Linked DNA regions of Mus musculus: region 1 is linked to region 2. The links are chromatin contacts, called in public Hi-C maps. All regions are on one chromosome and are shown on one strand. The core of a region is the stretch at or near the end of the contact, and the rest is flanking DNA. Distances in the headings are between cores, read along the strand shown.

The links. A called contact is a pair of places that touch in the nucleus more often than the background predicts.
Region 1: a Hi-C map of liver shows a contact between it and region 2, with 2.5 times the contacts expected there. The contact joins the enhancer-like site here to the promoter of Erap1 in region 2. A contact is called at or near these places in 1 of 39 promoter capture datasets (the C10 cell line), 1 of 15 datasets of contacts at CTCF or cohesin (CD8 T cells), 2 of 484 Hi-C or Micro-C datasets (the 3T3-L1 cell line and liver), 5 of 115 datasets of contacts at active chromatin or transcription factors (T-cell acute lymphoblastic leukemia, bone marrow-derived macrophages, embryonic stem cells and 1 more) and 2 of 9 other capture datasets (adipose tissue and pancreatic islet).

What each region holds. Positions count from the first base shown.
Region 1 is chr13:74,693,472-74,698,661 of GRCm38.p6, reverse strand. It overlaps Cast (calpastatin), which reads left to right. Exons shown (of 31, transcript NM_009817.4): 30 at 2,710-2,771; 31 at 3,829-5,190. The coding sequence ends at 2,763. Among named protein-coding and RNA genes, the nearest start is that of Erap1, 56 kb to the right of the region's middle. Within about 2 kb of position 2,976, at least 5 of the 459 cell types and tissues checked have an H3K27ac peak or open chromatin away from gene starts, as enhancers often do. A contact at or near this core is called in liver, where this site is marked.
Region 2 is chr13:74,638,552-74,644,088 of GRCm38.p6, reverse strand. It overlaps Erap1 (endoplasmic reticulum aminopeptidase 1), which reads right to left and starts at 4,236. Exons shown (of 19, transcript NM_030711.5): 1 at 4,196-4,236.

The sequences.
Region 1 (5,190 bases), core at 1,727-4,226, 56 kb before region 2:
ATGTGTGTGTGTGTGTGTGTGTGTGTGTGTGTGTGTGTGTGTAACTCGTGTTTTGAAAATATAAATGAAATGTGTCCTTAACATAATTCAAGTGGCATGTGGTTCTTGCTTTTATTAAAGTGCCTCCAGAGCCTGTGATTCACATGTAAAAACATGGAAGTTGTTCTAATTTGATTTTTTTGATGCTATAATAAAACACCCTGCCTTAGGGGAGGAAAGTTTATTTGGCTTACACTTCTAGATCATATTCGGTCACTGAGAACAGTCTGAAACTCAAGCAGTAACTTGAAGCTGAAATCATGGGAAAACACTGCTTGCTAGCTCTGTCACAGACCCCTGCTTAGCTAGGGCTTTGGTGGTGGTGGTGGTGGTGGTGGTGGTGGTGGTGGTGGTGGTGTTTACAACCCAAGCTCACTTGCACAGGGACAGATGCTGTCCACAGTGGGCTCAGCCCTCTTAAATCAATTAAAAATCAAGATTTAGTGCTCCACAGACATACCTGATATTTTTTGTAAAATGTAAAATGCTGTGGTGTGGGGGGTTAAGTGGGCCCATGCTGAGGCAACCACCTTGTGGTTGTAGCCATAAGATGGGTCTAGTATAAAATGAAGTTTATTTGGGAGCATGGGAAAGGGGAGTAGATGCAGAAAAAGAGGGCGCAGAGAAGGACAGAGAGAGGGGGGGGGGGGTGAGAGACAAAGACAGAGAAAGAGAGGCTGGCCAGAAACACATGGACACAGTAGTGCCCTTCCTTGATCACTTTCAAATTTATGGCCTGTTTTTTTTTTCATTAATTACATCAACACTCTTTAAGAACAACTAGTGAAAACTTCATGCAATTGATTTCATCACAGGATACAAGAACATTATATATCAAATAGGTAAAAATTTTAATCCCTTATCAATTAATTATAATTTTTAAAGTGCCTGATCAACCCATTAATTATAAAAATGCTTCATCAATCCACTCACAAGAAGTAGAAAGTATAATTGCCCTACACAGTGGAGATTAGCCAGCCAGCCTCTCCTCAGGGCAGAAAAAGGATAGGGTCACTGTGGGATGGTAAGACACTGTCATCTTTCCCAGCAATACTGCTGCATTTGAAAAATTGTGAGGAACCATAATGAGACAAGCTAATAACTAGCAGGTGATCTTCCTGAGATAGCCTGCTTTGGATTATTACATAATCTGTGACAGGTTCACCCTTATTAAGCAAGGCTAAAGGGATTCATTTTAGGAAAGATTCCTGCTATTAATATGCATTTCCTGTTATGTTTAAACATATATAACGATCACTAAGTAATACCACACCCCTTTGGAGCAGATCTCTACAGATCCACGAAGATGCTATACAGACAAATAGATTATTTCTTAAATTTTGATGATCCTCTAAGAATTCCTAAAATTATATCAGTGATTATTAAGCTCTTTTATAGTGTGACTGCTATTAGGTCCTTTTCTGATAGTTAAAACTGCAATGAGAACTCTGCCAGTCTCTCAAGTGTCACCAGTTAACTGCTCTTAGATAGTAACAAGACTTTCTCCTACTCAAAGCACATTCCTAGAGGTTATAAACAATTAACCAAGGGTCATAAAAAGGGAACTAACGATTTATTATAGGTGCTAAGACAGGAGAGAAAATATTGACTGGGTTTATCTATACTTCACTAATACCTTAGTTATGGTTTTAAACCTTCAGTGAACCTGTGGAGCTGAGACAGGTGATGGATGTTTAGCCAGATAATTTCTCCTAATGGATATGCATGTAAACATCCTCTGTTGTAAACTATTGCAATTTATGATTTGATTTTTTTGTGTGTGAACTTATGATGAACTTTGTAACATGCGATCATGTATTCTGAAAGCATTATAAGTACTGAAGACATAGAGAAGAGAGGAGATTTTTTTCCTTTTCCCCTCCTGGAAGAATCTTTTTCCTTACTAGAATTTTTGCCCCCTTTCCCCTTTTAGAGAATTTTTCCCCTTCACCACATAGGATCTTTCTGCTTTTCCCCTCAGTTAGCTTCATAAAAGCTTTAAAAGTTTCATAGGAAACTTTTTACAACTTAGTAATAAATGCTATAATCACTTTTCTAAGTGTCCATTTTTTCTTCCTGTGACTTCCAACTAGCAGGCTGAAAGTGAGAGCCCAGCAGCTCCTGCTGAGATAGTACAAAGGCTATTTACTTAATCCGTTGCTGTTTGAGGAAGATGTGCTAAGTGCCAAAAACTGCAGTTTTTGGCCTCAGAGGATCACCACAGGCAGGTCAACTACAGTAGCAAGATAACAGACTTAGATAAGTAAACTTATTATTATTATACAGCAACCCTAAATATCTTGTAGGACAAAGTCTTATCCTCCAACGATGCTCTTCCCCCTCTGCTGCTTCAAGAATCTACAAGAAAGAAGACCCCACCCACCCACCCCCCACCGGGGCTGGCCCCAGGCAAAAATTTTATAGGGTCCATTAAAAACATGTTTAAAGTGAGAAATTTAGGATTAAGACTATTTACATCTTATAACTTAAAAACTAAGGAAAGAACAGAGCATGTTTGTGTCAAATGAAGAATATAGACCAGGCCACCCTCTCTGCCTTCTGTTTGGTCCTTATCCAGGAGTTCATTTTCTCCTTCTGTTTCCTGGTGAGTTATTGTGCAGTGTTGATTTAGAAATAAAAGCACTCACTATAGCTTTGCTTCCCCCTTAGAAGACAGAGGAAGTGTCCAAGCCAAAGGCTAAAGAAGATGCAAGACACAGTTAATGAATTTGGTAAGTTGAGTTTCCACTGTAAATAGCAATAACTGCCTTCTAGCAGCTGGCACCGTGGGGCGCGAGAGGCAAGTTTCTCTCTGAGTATTCCACACCTGTTCCTGTTCTTAGGACCCATAGCTTGCGAAGTTCAAAGTATTCCATTCCCCAACAAGCACTAAAGGGCTTATTGTGCTACTAGAACTTTTCTTGTTAATCATTGATTAAATTACTCTTAAAATGGCCTGGCAGTGGTGGTGGCTTTGATCCTATCAAAGGCAGAGGAAGGCAGAGCTCACAAAGTTCAAGGCCAGCCTGTCTACAGAGCGAGTTCCAGGACAGCCAGGGCTACACAGAAAAACTTGTCCTTGAAAAAAACAAAACAAAACCAAAAACCACAAAACTCTTTAAAGAACTCAGACTTTGAATGAAAATCATACACCACAAGCTAGTTCAATCTTTGAAATTATACAGACTTTTCTTGCAATGTATTTGTAGCAAAATGGCAGTAATTGCTATCTGAAATACAATGCATGGTGAGTGGTAGAAATCACAGTTTGGGAATAAAGGCTGTTTAACCTTCTGTTTTTGTTTTGTTTTTTTCTTAATTCTGAAAGAACAATAATGGATTCTGACCTATTCTTCAATAGGTGGGTTCTGATCTTCCTAAAAATCATAAAATGAAACTGCATGCTCAACAAAGCCTTAAAGAAAACAAATAAAAAGAACAACAACAACAACAACAGAAAAGAAAATAAGAAATGGGGTTGGCATGGTGAGGGATGCACATGGTAGATTCATGGAAGTTGCCCTCTGAAGTCCACATGCATACTGTGGCATACATATATTAAATGAAACTGTAAAGTAAGGTATTTTGGTTTTTTGTTTCTGTTGTTTTGTTTTGGTTTGGTTTGGTTTGGTTTTAAACTATGGGTTAAATGGCCCAGCTCTCTTGCCAGGATCCATTTCATTTCCTATAGCGCAGTTAGCACACCAACAAGAGCTGCTCCACATTTCTCAGAGTAACTGATGACCTTCTATTAACAACCTACTCACTCATATTTCCTTTTATTTTAAGGGTATCTGAATAGAAATTCTTCAGCTGGTGGATGGTGACTTTTGAAGAACAAAGGCTTTGATGACAGTTTTTTCTGGGTGGTTTCTGGACAGTGGTATTTGTTATGTCTTTTGACATCTTAAACACTGAGTTGTTATTCTTTTCCAGAACGAAAATGAATTTGTCTGCTTCACCTGTGTTCTGTATTGAGTATTGATAAACTTCAAAGATTTTTAATTGCCCTTAGATGGGAGAAGGAAGCTTTATATTTGTAAGAAATATATTTGATAGTTTCTTAAAACACCAAAAATCCCAGAAAGCCTTTACAAACCTTTGCACTTTATATATACAGTGCCTGTAAATCTCATTAGTATTTTTGGTTTGCACTAAATTTTTTTAGCATTTGAAAAATAATGCTCCCAACTTTTGTCAGTATTTTGATTTCTTATTATGTCTTTTTCTTCAGCTTTGATGTATCTTTGGGTTAATGTTGATAAGTCAAACATGAAATATTGTATACTCGGTGTATAACTCTTTTGGGGATGCTAATAATAAATTAATGATAGATGACCCAAGGTAAACCTTGGGAGCATCAATCTCCTTTCCTGCCTGAACTCTACTTTCTTAGGAATGAGGACTTCTACTCATGGTCAAACAAGACACACTGAGACTTGAATGAAGCTAGCAGAAAAACAGCACAGACTAGAGTTTAACGTATAACTTTTAGCAATAAATTGGGGATTCTTAGAATACTCATATGGCTTGAACTATCCTGGTTTACCATGGCATTAAACTGTGGTTTCCACCCTCTACATGAAAACCAGATCAAAATCCTTTGCTTATAGTCACTTGCCACATTGTCTAAAGCATCTTTACCAAACACAAAAATCAACTTCTTTAAATGTGTGTATGTACATACAATGGATACACTGAAATTTAAAATCTGCTGCTATATCAAAGCAGGTTAAATTATCTTAACATCTTTGAATGGTACCTAAGATTTTTCTGAGCACTGTACTGGTATCATTGATGGAAATTTGATAAACAATTAATTCCATTTCTACTTCCTAGCAATGAATGCTGAACAAGATGTCAGGTGCATATAAACCAAACTTCAACTTTCTTGTGTCCAGAAATCACAGCCTTTGTTGCCATCAATGTAAAGATTTTACTACGATTTAATTAACTTTACTAAATATAACTTACATCATGAGCAATTCCCAGGGGATAGGTAAGACCAAGCAAAACATTATATCCATAATGAACATGATACTTTGTTAACTGTCTCTAAAATTACTCTCTACAAAATATGCATGCACCTCTTAGATTTCAAATGCTACCCACAAAAGTATTTAATTCCCAGTCCTATAAAAGGGACAGTCA
Region 2 (5,537 bases), core at 2,987-5,486:
TAATTAAATAGGGTCTATAGTGATGTGTTCTAATAAACAACCTAAACAACAACAACAATAGCAAACTTTTCAGGGATTTTATTGGCAAGCCAATAGAAAGCTTCTAAATTCAGACTCTATTCTTTAATAGCTGTATGTCAGGACACTACCACAGCAGTTGATGAGTTGTCCCTGACCACTCATTTCCCATTCTTTTGTCGTTGTTGTTGTTTTCGGTTTTTTGAGACAGGGTTTCTCTGTATAGCTCTGGCTGTCCTGGAACTCACTCTGTAGACCAGGCTGGTCTCAAACTCAGAAATCTGCCTGCCTCTGCCTCCCAAGTGCTGGGATTAAAGGCGTGGGCCTCCATTGCCCGGCTTCATTGTCCATTCTTAACCCCGACCCCAAGCCCAAGAGTTAAAAACCATCAACCTTGTCACTAGCTGTTGTCGCTGTATCTAGTAGTTGAACAGAAAGGGTTCCCTATAACATCTATGTGGAGACTACAACCCAATTCCAAAGATAGCACCCAAATGAAAAGGGCAGATAGTGTGAACAGACAAAATAGTGGGTTTTGGTTTACTTTTTTAAAAATCTAAAACCATTTGAAAGACAACTCCAGATTTTTGAAGAACTGACACAACTTAAAGTAAAATTAAGCTTAGATGCTAATATAGCATAAAACCCCTGCACCTATCTTCTCAGGCACAATGCCAACGCAGGAACAAAATGGTGGGTTTTCTTGAAGGTGGACAGACAGAGAAAACAGAAGTGACAGTCTGCTTTCATCTTGGTCCAAGACAGAAGAAAGTGATATGAATGTGGCAGGTTCAAACAGGCAAGCTACTCTATAAGTCCCTGGCACTCTCCAGAAGCTCAGAAAATGCAAAAGCTGCAAGTGTTTCTGAGTTGACAGGCTCATGAGCAGCTAGTGTGGTAAGGCCTCACACCGAGAACTTAGCACAAATGAGCGTATAATGGGACTAGGGGGAATGTAACTGTGTTTGAAGGCTTCAATAAAAGGAAACCAAACTAGGGTATGCTACAGACATAACAAATGTCAGTGCTTATCTATGAAAAGTCAGTGGATAGATGAGGCAATCTCACAGAAGTACTTGGTCTTTCCTAAAAAGTAAATTATCTGCCTTATATTTGTACCTAATCTAAGGGAATAAGTTTAAAATTATCAGTAGCCATTAAATGCCACTGATTTATGTGTTCTGTTGAATCCAGGAGAGTTTTATCTTGAAACTTATGACATTTTAGTGGACTAATTTTTTCTCACTTGTCTTCTTCTCTTTCCTAACATAGCTTCCCAAAGGACTGTGTCCTTTGATCTGGTGATCCACGGGCACTCACTGGATGTTGGAACTGAGTCACAGAGATGAAGGTTCTTCATCACCGGACTGAAAACCATCACCAAAGTAGTCTTCCAAGGCCCCTCTTCCCCCTAGACTGCCGAGTCAGGTAACCAGGTTCTCTATCCCCACCCCTCACCCCCAACCCCAAGTCTGGGAACCAAGGCTCTATCCACGCACCCCATCTACAACCCATGCCTAATATACATTTTGGGTTTGGCAATTCTCAAACTGAACATGGCAAGTTTTTCTCCATCTACACCTCTTTCCGGGATTCCCTTCCCTCAATACTTTTCTCCTATCTTTCAAGGTTCAATTCAAATAAGGCATCCCTAAGAATCCTTCCTGGAATATTCCAGACACAAGAAAACACTTCTTTGACCTTTCCCAGTACTTTCTGTGTCCCCCTCATGGCATTTTCCTAGCCCTGCTTCATAATGCTCTCATTAGTGCATTTATTCCTATACTTTTGCACTGGAGACTGCTGGAAAGCAATAATGCAATGGTCTTTAGATTCCCACACAGCACCTACATGAGAGGGGCTTGATAAAACCCAGTGCAGTGAGAGGTATTTCACTGTTAAAATTCTTTGGCTAATCCTAACCAATCTTAGGTCATGTTCTAGTATGTTTAGCTCTGGTATTACAATAAAGAATTGAAAGCAAAAAGCAGGAAGCCTAGGGATAAGTTTGCAAGGGAGTGGGACTACTCTGTATTTAGGATGAGCTAGAAGTTGGGGTAGGAGAGAGAACAGTTATTAAGAAAGACTACAAGAATGTCTAGAATGAATATCAAATAGGGATCAGTGTCTTTTATTGAACTAGAAAAGCCTAGAAGTACAATTGTTAAATATTAGAACTTGACAATAGCTCTGCTATATTACCTCAACCTTCATTTTGTAGCTCTTAACCTTAACTTGACCTATTATTGTTCCTTGCCCTGGTAAAACCAATTTGTTATTGTGCTGTGTCAGGAACCTCATGGACTTTAGAGATCCCCTAGGCTAGATAGCCTAAACGTTGCAAAGGTTGTAAATGCGCCTGTTTGTTTTTTCCCATATAAAAACTGCTTCTGGGGACTGTCTGAAGTCACAGTTCTGGATCCTGACTCCTCACTGAATCCTTTAGTAAAATCAGTCTTGGAGTGTTCGTTCAATAAACCAACCATACCTGAATGGAACTGGTGTCTCAGTGGTACCTGGAACACAATAACTTGAAAAGGAAGAAAGAATTGTGGGTTCATTTATTAACATGTAAAACTTTGATGTCTGAAAGAAGACTCCCAAATAAAATTTCTAGGAGGACTCTTAGCACAGATATAATAATGTCATACCACTCCAGGCTTTGTTTTAAGTTTAAGAACGTTGTAAAATACTTTCCTTTTTCATGTGATGAAACTGAAGTTATCCTCTGTTAAGTTAGGCTCTATCACCTAACTTAGCTCAAGCCAGAGAGTCTGCTGCCATTTTAGAAATCTTATTTAAGCTGTATGTGGAGATTCTGACTCCTCATGGTCCTCAGGGAAGTTAAAGGTAATTGTTTGGATGATTTCCCACTTGTATTAGGACTGAATGTAAAACAATCTCAGCAACACATAAGCTTTCAAACAGCCCCCAGGATAATCCAACTTCTGTTAACATGCACTGAAAATGGCTCGTCACTTCTAACAAAGTATTTCAATGCAGAATTAAAACTATGTAAATATACTAGAATTTTCCTCTTGGGGCCACCTTAAAAAGCTGCTGATTCAAGGTACATTTCCAAATCTGATCAGGAAAGGGGTGGAGGGGGCTGGTGAGATGGCTCAGTGGGTAAGAGCACCAGACTGCTCTTCTGAAGGTCCGGAGTTCAAATCCCAGCAACCACATGGTGGCTCACAACCATCCGTAACAAGATCTGATGCCCTCTTCTGGTGTGTCTGAAGACAGCTACAGTGTACTTACATATAATAAATAAATCTAAAAAAAAAAAAAAAAAAAAAAAAAAAAAAACCTATGGCAGGAAAGGGGTGGAGGTGGGAGCTTTGACAACTGTGGCCAATTTTAAAAAGGTTTTAAATTATTGACCATATATGGAGCTGACAGGAATTCTGGCTTTCTAAAGAAAACACAGTTTGTCTTTCCAAACCCGGGTTACCCAAAGAACCATCAATAAAAGTTTAAACAAAGTGTGTTCTCTTGGTCCTTCCCTTCCTCTTAGGAAATTAACCATTCTAGCAACATAACAGAAAAGGCACTCATTTTGCTCAAACAAGTTCAAATAAAGCTTTCTCTATAATGGCCTCATGTAGCCTTGGGGGGCGGGATCCAGATAGTGATCAGGAGCGGGAGGGGGAGGGAGAGGGGAGCGGGAGAGGGAGGGGGAGAGGGACCGAGTTGGGAGTGGGGCCCGGTTTGCAGGGAGTACAGGCGGAAGAGAGGGAGCCTTCCGGACACTCTGTGCCCTCCCCAGCGCTTCTTCGCTTTCTCTGGGAATACTCTCAAGGTGTTCTCCACAGGCCGCTCCCTAGGTCCGCCCAGTCCTCCCTGGTCGCCATTAGGCTTTAGTGGGATGGACCGCTGGCCAGTCTCCAGCAGCTAGGCGGCTCGTGGTCAGCTCCTGCCAGTGACTCACTCGAGCCAGCGAGTACGCCGGCCCGGCAGCCTCGGCTTTCTCCGGGCCGGGCCGGCCAGCAGCGCCCTGCCGGGGCTTCACGCTCCTCGGCGTGCTCAGACTCCTGCTCCCGATCCTCCGCGCCCGTCCTGCGCACTTGAGCCCGGGCCTCCACCGGGGTCGGTTAGCCAGAGCCCACCCTCAGCTGCCCACAGCCCTGTACCGTGCGGGCCCAGTCCTCCACCGGGCCAGGCCGAGACTCCTCACCTTCATCACAGCCGCCAGTCTGGCCGCCCGGGACCGAAAGTGAAAGTGAAGGTGGACCGGCAGGGCACGTGGGGCTGAGGGTGAAGTGAACCTGCTAAGGCGCTAAAAGAGAGCAAGCCTAAGGGATCTAGCCAGGGCTTCGGGAACTCAAAGTTAGGGACCCTGATAGGGAATGCATTCTCCAGGACTGGCAGAGCACCAGGCAGGGAGGCGCACCCATCAAAACGTGGACTTTTTTCTCCTCCACATCTCGTGGTGTATTTGTTTTGTTTGCTAACTTCACTAACGGAAGAAATGCAGCAATGTGCAAAGGTAGTGCTCAAAATGGCATTGGCCTGCCAACTTGGAAGGACACCTATTGGATGCAGATGTTTTCATCTGAGAGCCCTGCCCCACCCCCAAAAGATTCAACCTGGGAAGTCAAATTCTGAGTGCTCTGGGGATTTTCTGTTCAGTGTAGGTACCTTATATGCTGGGGGGGGGGGGGGGGAGATTAGAGGTGGCCCCCAGAACTTCCCTACCCCTAATAAGGAAAAGACACTACACTACAGAGGATTGCTATTTATTTATTTATTTTTGGTTTTTCAACACAGGATTTCTCTGTGCAGCCCTAGCTGTCTTGAAACAGCCCTAGCTGTAGATCAGTCTGACCTCGTACTTGCCGATCCGCCTGGAGAGCCGGGATCAAAGGCGTGTGCTACCGCTGCCAGGCAAGGTTAGATGGCTTAGTGGTTAAGAACCCGCTGCTCTTTCAGAGTTCATTTGTTCAATTCCCAAGAAACTATAGGGTGGCTCACGACCATCTAGAAAGGAATCTGATGCCCTCTTCTGGCAGGTAGGTGAACATGCAGCACTCCTACATTTAAATAAATAAATTTAAAGCCAGTTTTACACAGAAGTAATCAAACACACATTCTAGTTCCTGTCCAAATATTATCCTGGCTGTTCCCCAGTTTGCTTAGGCCTAGTTCTCAGTGTCCTGCCCTTTGAGAACTTGGCATCCAAGCCTCTGAGCATTATTTCTCAACACTGTTTTCAATGCTTGTTTTTGCAAAAACTATGTACCACCAGGGACATTTTTTTTTCTTACAAAGGAAAACATTTAATTGGGGGCTGGGTTACAGTTTCAGAGGTTTAGTCCATTATCAGCATGGTGAGAAGTATGGAATGGTGCAGGCAGACTTGTGCTGGAGGAACCAAGCGTTATATTTGATCCGAATGTAGCCAGAAGAATACTCAGATTCTACACTGTTCAGAGCTTGAGCATTGGTTAGCTCAAAGCCCAACTCCACAGTGATGGACTTCCTCTAACAAGGCCACACCTCTTCATAGTGCCACTCCC